Regions from separate parts of the Mus musculus genome. Here region 1 is linked to region 2. The links are chromatin contacts, called in public Hi-C maps. All regions are on one chromosome and are shown on one strand. Each heading gives the region's core, a stretch centred on a gene start, on an enhancer-like site or on the middle of the called end of the contact. The rest is flanking DNA. Distances are from core to core; before and after follow the strand shown.

The links. A called contact is a pair of places that touch in the nucleus more often than the background predicts.
Region 1: a Hi-C map of bone marrow-derived macrophages shows a contact between it and region 2, with 17 read pairs. The contact joins two enhancer-like sites. A contact is called at or near these places in 1 of 39 promoter capture datasets (liver), 1 of 15 datasets of contacts at CTCF or cohesin (the NIH/3T3 cell line), 1 of 484 Hi-C or Micro-C datasets (bone marrow-derived macrophages) and 1 of 9 other capture datasets (embryonic stem cells).

What each region holds. Positions count from the first base shown.
Region 1 is chr3:27,855,391-27,860,695 of GRCm38.p6, reverse strand. No RefSeq gene overlaps it. Among named protein-coding and RNA genes, the nearest start is that of Gm26040, 10 kb to the left of the region's middle. Within about 2 kb of position 1,480, at least 118 of the 459 cell types and tissues checked have an H3K27ac peak or open chromatin away from gene starts, as enhancers often do. A contact at or near this core is called in bone marrow-derived macrophages, where this site is marked.
Region 2 is chr3:27,437,817-27,442,939 of GRCm38.p6, reverse strand. Fndc3b (fibronectin type III domain containing 3B) reads left to right here. Exons shown (of 26, transcript NM_173182.3): 23 at 2,770-2,982. Among named protein-coding and RNA genes, the nearest start is that of Gm32738, 42 kb to the left of the region's middle. Within about 2 kb of position 3,074, at least 10 of the 459 cell types and tissues checked have an H3K27ac peak or open chromatin away from gene starts, as enhancers often do. A contact at or near this core is called in bone marrow-derived macrophages, where this site is marked.

The sequences.
Region 1 (5,305 bases), core at 231-2,730, 420 kb before region 2:
TTGTAGAAGCTCAAACAATCCCCCTCCCCCGATTTTCTCTTCTATAAACCTTCTTATAAACAAGACTCCCATTGCTCCTTTGGCATCCCATGAAGAGAGGATTCTCCCTCACAGGTAGATCTTTACGGTGTCTTCTACAGTTATAGTATCAATTCCTTCAAACTTCTAAAGCTCACAGTGTTAAAGCAGTGAAAAAGCATTGTGGGACTTGGCAGGTGAAATGCATTGTGGGACTTGGCAGGTGAAAAGCATTGTGGTACTTAGCAGGTGAAACGCATTGTGGGACTTGGCAGGTGAAAAGCATTGTGGGACTTGGCAGGTGAAAAGCATTGTGGGACTAGGCAGGTGAGGAAAGGTATTTGAGATGGTTCTGTTCTAATAAGACCGATGTTGAATAATGAAAAGCGGCTTACCTATTAACAACTCTGCCTTAAAATGCCCAAGTGGCTAGCATTTTTTAAAAAAGCAACCCTGGTTTATTAAGTAATTAATTCCTTTCATACTGGAGGAGAGTATAAGGTAATGATGATAACTGATTTCAATTATCTCATAAATTATTATTGATAAAGAATGCACAGGGTACCAGACTGTATGTTCTTAATATGGCATGATGACTTGGAAAAGCAAATCTCCCAGCTCAGGGGCCAGCAGGAGGCTCAGTAGGTAAGGCCTTTTCCCATTACGCTTGCGAACACCATCCCTGGAAAACATGTCTTATCCTCTGAACTGCGTGCATGCTGTGGCATGTGCACGCTTGTGTACACACACACAAATAAATAATTTTTTAAAAAAGATCTCCAGCCCACAAAACACAAATGATCCAGAAGATAACCGATAAAGAAGTTTGAACAAGTTACACACCAATAAACGGACTGAAAACCAACCCCTTTGCCTTTGGGGAGTTTCTGTTTTCCCACACATGAAACAAAGGAGCCAAGATTAGCTGTCATGTCCAGAATCCTGGAACTTAAAATACATGTGCTAGTGTAAAACGTTAAGCCCTCGAATGCTTTGCTTGGCAAATTTCATGAAAAAGATAAGCTCAATGGAATTATGACTTCAGACAGAGAAGTGGATGCTATCACAGACCTAGGGAACAAGAAGAAGAAAAATATGGAACTTGGCCACAGATAGAAAAGAATGCTGGTGTTGTTGTTGGTGGTGGTGGTGGTTTTGGTTTTGGTTTTGTTTTGGTTTTTGCAGCCAGCAGCCTGGACAGGAGGGAGCTCTGGCGAGAGTGGCACAGCAAGCTCAGGGCTCAGAGCACCTTGCTCAGGGCAATCAATCAACAAAGGTTTTATTTGACTCAAGTTACTTTATTTGTCAAGGGACTCTTAGGAGGTGCCTGAGATAACGTGGACGAGGGTTATATGCCCTGCCGAGTGTAGTGGATTGCAGAAATATCCTAGCGACTAGCTCTGTAAGACTAGGGAGGGAAGGGGCTGGGTAACCAGAGAAGGCTCAAGAAGTATTCCAGGAATGCTCTGAGGCTGAGCCTGAACAGTGGGGCCTGGCTAGGGATTGTAAAGAAAGGGCAGTTGCACGCAGACAGAGAATGAGAACCAAAATGGATTTATCCTCTTTAAGTAAACTACCCAGCCAGCACTCGGGAGGAGCATCATGGTTACAAAAAGCACTTTGACAGTGAACTGAAGAATAAGCCACAGATGGCCTCAAAATATAAAGATGCTTCGGTATTCAAGATTTCCCACCAGACTCAATTCTCCCAGAGAGAAATATAAAGAAAAAAACATAGAGCTTCAAGAGACTGGGTTCTCTTACAACATGAGAACTATGACGTCCAGTGTGTCACTCTTGCTGCCATGCCTGCCAGGAAGCTGAAACAGGATTGAGATTTAGTTCTACAACTTGTGTATCCAACTCTTTTTTCTTTATATCCTCCTTTATCTCCCATTTCTATCTTTCATTACAAACCTCATTCTTTCCTCCAATTCAAAGATATTGATTGTGTCCTCTGTGTCAGGCACATCAAACCTTTTGAAGGGCAGATAGCGTGAGTGTCTGGAGCAGCAGGAAGAGTTATGAGCTTTTAATGTTAGCTCTGCTTCTGACTCATCCTGTGTTTAGGTCTTGAGGCTTGAAGTTTATTCTTGGGATATAGTTCAGGCATTTTCCAGATGAGGAAGGGCTCTGGGGTATCTAGCTGGCTTTTCCTAATAACTCACCCAGTGACTGTCTTCCTCTTGTTTAAGCATGGCTTACTTCTCCGAGGGTCTTTGATCCTCTGTCTGCAGACACTCTGGCACCAGGAGCCTTAAAGGTCAAGGAGCAAAGACACACTGAGGTGGGTGAAATCGGGGGACACTTGTCAGCAACCTCTGAGAACCTGTGGGGCACACACTGGCTTCTAAGATAGATGGATGGTGTCATCCTCGGTATGAATAACTGTGTGCTCACTAAGCTTAGGCGGGGACCCAGCAGGTGTGTTCTGGAACATGGCTGTTTGGAAGAGAGCCATTAAGCTCTGTTTCCTTTTATCCATGTGGGCAGCCAAAGTGCAACATCATGAGGTCCAAGAGCAAAGTATGCACTGTGACTCAGTTTCCTCATAGGAATAAAGGACCTGGGCTCATTTATCTCCTGAGGCTCTTTTCACTTTCAATTGCTATGGTGTTTTTTGTTTTGTTTTGTTTTTTAACCCATTGGTTCTCCTTACAGTCATTTGGCTGCACAGGGCACAAAGATAGACAGTTTTGGATTCTCTCCCAATACCATGTGAAACAATACACGAATACAGTAGAAAACTATGCATAATTTGTAATATTGATTGGTAAGATGGCAATTCACTAAGAGCTCTAAGTTATACTAAAGACCTGCTATGCTGGGCGTGGTGGCACACGCCTTTTATCCCAGCACTTGGGAGGCAGAGGCAGGCGGATTTCTGAGTTCGAGGCCAGCCTGGTCTACAGAGCGAGTTCCAGGACAGCCGGGACTACACAGAGAAACCCTGTCTCAAAAAAAAAAAAAAAAAAAAAAAAAACCTGCTACATTTGTGTGGTGGTTAGCTTTAATTGTCAATGTAACAATTTAGAACTACTGGGGAACAGAGTGTCAGTAAGAGTTTGGCTGTGAGCATGTCTGTGGGAGATTGTGTCTATTACATTGATGGATGTGGAAAGACCCAGTCCACTGTGGGTGGCATCATTCCCTAGGTTTGAGGTTTTAGCTGTGTAAGAATGGAGCAGGTGTGCTGAGTACTGATTATGCATCCATAGGTTTGTCCCTGCTCTTGACTATGGATATGATTAGCTAGTTTAAGCTCCTGCCAGCCTCAACTTCCTGCTCTGGTGGAGCTGTGATTTAACATAATGTTTTTTCCCCTGAGTTGATTTTTTGTTGGGACATTTAATCATAGCAGCAAAAATGAATCTCAGTCAGCATGCTTAGCCACTTCCATTACAGCATATTCAAATACTTGATAAATGATGTTTATGCAGGTTGTCTTTGATTGTTTGTTTCAGATACAGTTGTAAGAAGTCACACAGGAGCCAGGCATGGTGGCGCGCGCTTTTAATCCCAGCACTTGGGAGGCAGAGGCAGGCAGATTTCTGAGTTCGAGGCCAGCCTGGTCTATAGAGTGAGTTCCAGGACATCCAGGGCTGTAGAGAGAAACCCTGTCTCGAAAAACCAAAAAAAAAAAAAAAAAAAAAAAAAAAGAAGTCACACAGGAAGAGATCCTGTGTAATCGCTACCAAATTTCTGCCAATTTTGCAAAAACCATAGTACAAATTCACAAACAGGTCTTGGACATTGGTAGTCAAGATGACAACCATGTCTGCCCTGCTCAGGATCCCTCCTTTGCCCTTCATGGTCTCGCACATTTGCTTTCCACCCTTAATCCTTGGAAATTTCTGGAAACCTCTTACCTATTCACAATTTTTATAACTTTATCATTTTAAAAAATGTATATAAATGTAATCACACTTCATAAATGTCTAAAATAAGCTTTTATAGCCTCAGCATCATTTTTGTTTATTAGCTTATTTATCAAGTTACTTTGACACAGAGTCTCATGTACCTCAGGCTGGCCTCAAACATACTGTGAAGCTGAGAATGAACTTGAACGTTTGATCTTTTTGCTTCTGTCTCCTGAATGCTAGGATTACAGGTATGTAAACCATGCCTCATTTATGCAAGGTAGGAATGCAGTCTAGAGTATTGCATGTGGTATGCAAGCACTCAGCCAGTTGACCTATACCCCCAGACATTAAATATGTACCTGCTGAAGTGAGTGACTGCTGGAAAGCTGTTGAACAGAATGGGGAAATGGTCTCTAAATGAAACACCAAGATTAGTTAGTAGATACAGACAGAGGGCTCTAACTTCCAAGATTAGATCAGAACTTTCCAGCTCCTTTGGAACATAACAGCTATAGAGAGCGCCACACTGTCAGGAAATAGCCAGGCACCCCAGACATCAGACAAATTCATCTGTGGCTCTGACTGAAGTTGTATTGCTCCCTTCAGCACAGCTCATCTGCTAGCTGCACACTCCCGAATGATATCCATGATGGCCCCAAGAACACAAAGATTTGCCCAGCTGAGACCTGTGTGGGTACTTGATCCACTGAATCTGGTGGCATGATAAAAACAATTGTTCTTTTAGGCCAACAAACTTGATGTAATAGTTGCATAACTATAATACCTGGACATCAGCTAAATGTTAGCTAAATCCTCAGCCTGGGCCCCTCACAGAGATTTGTTTACACAATGTCATCACTGGAAGCCATAGAGGGAGATTCAGGAGCCAACTCTCTGTCCCCAATCTGCCTCTTCCTGTCTAATGAGTGATACTATTAAGAAAGCATCTGCAGAGGAGGTTGTGTGGCATTTCTATAACCTTGGCACTCAGGGGCTGAAGCAGGAGGATCATGAGTATGAGGTCAGTCTGGTCTATAAAGTGAAAAACTCTGTGGTAACTCTGTGGTGATTTGAATATGCTTGGCACATGGGAAGTGACACTATTAGGAGGTATGGTCTTGTTGGAATAGGTGTGGTCTTGTTGGATGAAGTGTCACCGAAGGGGTGGGCTTTGAGGTTCTATGCTCAAGCTCCACTGAGTACAGAAGAAGTTTCCTGCTGACAGCCTTCAGATCAAGATGTAGAACTCTCAGCTCCTCCTCCAGCACTATATCTATCTGTACATCCCCACCATGATAATAATGGACTGAACCTCTGAAACCAGAAGCCAGCCCCAATTGAACGTTTTCCTTTATAAGGGTTGCCTTTGTCATTGTCTCTTCACAGCAATAAAACCTTAACTATCTCAAAGGAAAAAAAAAAAA
Region 2 (5,123 bases), core at 1,825-4,324:
AATGGTGTTAATTTGGATAGACCCAGATTTTCCTTTTCTCTCTCTATTGTCACAAACATGTCACATGTGAAAGCCTTTCTTTTTCTAAGTTCTAGGTAATGGAAATGTTCTCCTGTGCTTTCTTTTAACCATTTTATATTCTACATTTAGATCTTTGGTCAGTGTTTGACTACGTTGGTTTTATTTTATTTTACTTTTTTTTTAGGCATGACATTTAAGTTGACATTTTTACTTTTTTCTCTTGACATCCAATTGCTCCCAGAACCATCTGTTGAAAAGACTGTCCTTCCTCCATTGAGTTGCCTTCACACCTTTGCCACAAATCAATTGGCCATATTTGTGTAGGTCTATTTCTGGAGCCTCTATTCTGTTCCATTGATCTCCGTGTCTGTCTCAATACCGCACTGCCTTGGTTACTGTAGCTTTATAGTAAGTCCTTGCGTTGGGTGGTCCTGTGGTTACTATAGCCTTATAGTAAGCCTGCCTTTCACATTTGTGTTGGCTAGTTTACTTCCTTTCCACACAACTTGTAGAATTAGCTTGTCTTTATCTCCTAAGAACCCTGCCAGGACTTTTTACTTTATTCTTTTATGTGTTTATTTAATCTTGGAGACAAGAATTGTAAGCACTGTAGCCCAGGCTGGCCTTGAATGTTCCATCTTCCCGCTTCAGCATCTGAGTGTGGGGACTGATTTTAGTATATTGTGTCTATAGGTGAATCCTGGGAGAACTGACACTTTACTGTGAGCCCTCCCTTCTTTCTCTCTGTCTGTCTGTCTGTCTCTGTAGGTTCTCTATAATAATTTCATCAGCATCTTGTGGATTCCTTTTTGTTTTCCCTAGCTCTCTATACCTTTTGTTCCCAGCACCATAGGTATACCTAACAAATGCTGCTAGACAGGAGGCTGAGAACGCCAGGCATCCTTGCGCTAGTCTGGCCTTGCTGATCCTGCTCCGGGTCTTAAAGGGAAAGTATGTCCTCTCCCACTGATGTCATGGTAGCGGTGGACTTTTTGTTAGGTACTTATCATATCAAAGAGACTCCCTCCATGTCTGCAGAGCATTTTGATTGGAAATGGAGCTTGGGTTGTGTTATCGATACTTTATCAACTGATATGATCATCTGCTTTTTTCTTCTGTAGACTATAAACAAGGTAGGGCCTAGAGAATGAGCTAGCAGAGAAAAGAGCTTTCCCACCTCATTCAGAGCCATGCACACCCTGGAGCTGGCCTTTCTCTGCAGCACTTTGCACACGGGGACTGACTTCTGAACTTAGTTCAGCCACTGGAATGATAAAGTTTGGAGAATTTGACTCATGTGTTATATTTTAGTATTGTTTACGTTGTACCTCCTTTTTAAGTATAAACAATAAAAACTATAGGAGAGAATTACATAAAACTAACTAAATCATGGAAATATATAAAAAGGATCTAGTTTTCCTTGGACTATATTATTCATTGTAATCTTTTGTTTTTTTTTTAAAAACTATGTTGTGAATTCAAATCATGTTTAATTATTGAAAGTTTCTGAGCTCTTAACATTATGCATTTCAGTCGTGCAGTGGTTGTGAGTTCAGACTCCTGTGATCTAGCAAGGAATCTAGAGAGAGGACCCCACTGTAGGCTCTGTAAGGAATCATGAGGACACTGGAAGTCACAGACCTAAGTGGACTTAACCTGGGTGAAGCCTCGTGAAGACATGAGGTTGACTTGAGAACCCCGTTAATAAAGTGGAATTTTAGTCGATGCTTGTAGGTATAGAAAAGACGAGGAAGTAGGGAAGTCCTCTGTTTAGAACATTAGAGGGAGGATGCCCTGTAGCAGGTGGGTGTGGGTGAGGGGGGACGCCCCTGAAGCAGGTGGGTGTGGGTGAGGGGGGACGCCCCTGAAGCAGGTGGGTGTGGGTGAGGGGGATGCCGCTGAAGCAGGTGGGTGTGGGTGAGGGGGGACGCCCCTGAAGCAGGTGGGTGTGGGTGAGGGGTGACTCCCCTGAAGCAGGTGGGTGTGGGTGAGGGGGGACGCCCCTGAAGCAGGTGGGTGTGGGTGAGGGGGGACGCCCCTGAAGCAGGTGGGTGTGGGTGAGGGGGGACGCCCCTGAAGCAGGTGGGTGTGGGTGAGGGGGGACGCCCCTGAAGCAGGTGGGTGTGGGTGAGGGGGGATGCCCCTGAAGCAGGTGGGTGTGGGTGAGGGGGGACGCCCCTGAAGCAGGTGGGTGTGGGTGAGGGGGGACGCCCCTGAAGCAGGTGGGTGTGGGTGAGGGGGATGCCGCTGAAGCAGGTGGGTGTGGGTGAGCTTCTGTAACACTCAGGGCAAAGAGGTGTGCCGGGTAGGGAGTGCACAGCCAGAGGAGGGCTGTTCGGTGACTTTGGAGAACTGTGGCTAATCAACAAGTTGGGACTTGGAAGAATCAGGAAAACAGGGATAGTATGTAAGGTTATATACATACATTTTAAGTCTACTAGATTTTAAATTCCTAGAGTGTGGGGGTGGGGCAGGGCTGATCCATCATCACTGCTTCCAGTAAGCATCCAGTTAAGAGTTTCGTATCTACGTGACATTAGCAGGAACATTTCTGAGGCATCCTAAGGAACACTTACTAGTGCACGGATTTTCTGTGTTCAAGATCGAGTGTATAACCACCTCTCTGTGCTGCCCAGGGCTCGCTTGCTCTGCCCCTGCCTTGCCTTAGGGGCATGTAGCAAACGTCCATTCTGAATGAAGAAAGTTCAGCCTCTTAAACATGTACTCTTTTTGTTTCCCCACCTCTAGGATCAGAATTCAGGCTATCAATGAAATTGGAGTTGGACCATTTAGTCAGTTCATTAAAGCAAAAACTCGGCCATTACCGCCTTCGCCTCCTAGGCTTGAGTGTGCTGCGTCTGGTCCTCAGAGCCTGAAGCTCAAGTGGGGAGACAGTAACTCCAAGACACATGCTGCTGGTGACATGGTGTACACACTACAGCTGGAAGACAGGAACAAGAGGTGAGACGGGCGAGCGGTGCCTGGCATGTCCCCACAGCCTTGCCGTTCGTCCTATACGTTATCCTTCCGAACCCCTCGTCGCCGTCCTTGTTCAAAGAAGGAACTAAGAGGGCTGACTCATGCAGTGTACCCAGCACATGCCCTCTGACCTTCCTCCGGAGTTCTTAAGCGTTTGAAAGATCCTGGGCTCCCTCATGACAATGGATGCCTGTTTGTCCCTTTATAAAGTCAGATGATGGGGGAGAAATTAGCAAATCAGAAAATTGTCAGATTCAAGTCCTCATTGTACAATAACATTATGTTAGTCACTAGTGCAGCAGGAAATAGGACCCAGGAGAAATGGTGTCTCTTTAAATATTCAGTGACTATCAGGACAAACATGTTTACCAATCTGAAATCGCTGTGGGTGATGTACAGATGGGGATTGTACTCTAACTGTGGGTGCCGTGATATCAAATTAACCAGGGCAAATAAGAGATTTGTTTCTTACAAGACACCGTGCCCAGAAGACACTTGGAGATGTAGAAATCAAATCCACACTTCCACATCCTGTTTACTTAACCCAACTCCATTTCCTCAGAAAATGGCCAATCAGATGACAGGAGCAAAGTGGTATTTAGGAATAATTAGATGCTGAGCAGAAGTTTACGGTGACAGAATAGTCTATTAGCAAAGATCGTGATGAGAGTCAGGGTGAAGGGAGGATTGCCGTAAAACCAAGGCGGTGGTGACGAATACGTGTCCACCCTGTTGCCAGTATGACATGATGTTGGTATACACATGTGTTGGGCCACATTCATAGATAGCTACCAGGGGACCCACACCTGGACTAGTCAGCATGTTTCTGGAAACATAAAACCAGTGCTACCACAGGGGGTTGCCCCTCTTGTATCACTGAATTTATTACCACATTGTGTTCCAGTATGCTGGGGTCACACACATACACACACACACACACACACACTCACACATACACACACTCACACATACACACACACACTCACACACACATACACACACACACACACCACACACACACCACATACATACACACACACACACATACACACACACACTCACACACACACACACATACACACACTCACACACACACACCACATACACACACACACATACACACTCACACACACACACACACACTCTCAGTCTCCTCTGTGAATGCAGGGTTAGGCTGACTTTACTGCAGGGGAGTTCCGATGACCTTTGGTGGAGATGAAGATCCAGAGAAATACCAGGGAGAAGGCACCATAGCTACACACTGGGCTCCATGGAAACAGTATCAGGGCCTTTGACAACCAGCTAGACACTGAGTGGATCGTTGGCTGAGGAAAATCAACTAAACCAAGAGTCCCTGAGAATGCAAGGGGCTAGTACTGTCTTGATCATCTACCATGCAGAGGTGCCAGAGGGGGCGCAGAGAAGCCCCCAGGTGCCTCTCTCAACTTCTTAGACAATCTAAGACATGGCAAAGACCAACAGTTAAGGACCCAGGACACCCAGGATGCCTCTTTTGGCCTTCCTGTTTCAATCTGAATCTCGTTATACAGCCTGCCTGCCCATGGGTAACGTTCCCGAGACTCGGGGAGACAAGGTAACAGCAGCTTTAAGAAAAGTGACCTTTGACCTGAGGGAAGGAGAGCCATGCAAAGGACATGGCTGGACCTGAGCTGAAGGAGAATCTTGCGGCTGCGTGAAAGGTAGTCACTGAGGCTAATGCAAGCAAGAAGTAGATCAGCACATTTTCTACAGGGTTTCAAAAAGATTGCACACCTCAGACCATCCAACGGGAATCCCTGAAGTGTGAGGCAACATTAGACTTGACGCACAGTGCCCCATTCAGCACAGTAGACAGGGAGATGTGCTGTGGGTGTTCTCTGGAGCCGCTAACATTAACCTCCCTGATACAAGATCGGGTGTGAGAGTTGGTGTGGAAACTGAAAGCAGGGTCTTCACACTCAGCGCAGTTAGCTCTACCTGAGGATGGCAGGGTCTTCCTCTTTGTCTATGCTCGGGCGCAGCATAACAGATTAACCACCCTCTTACATGAGTACCACTTCATAATGGCCAAAAAAATCTTTTGTTGTTCCTGTTTGTTAGTTTTTAAAGATTGAATTACAGCT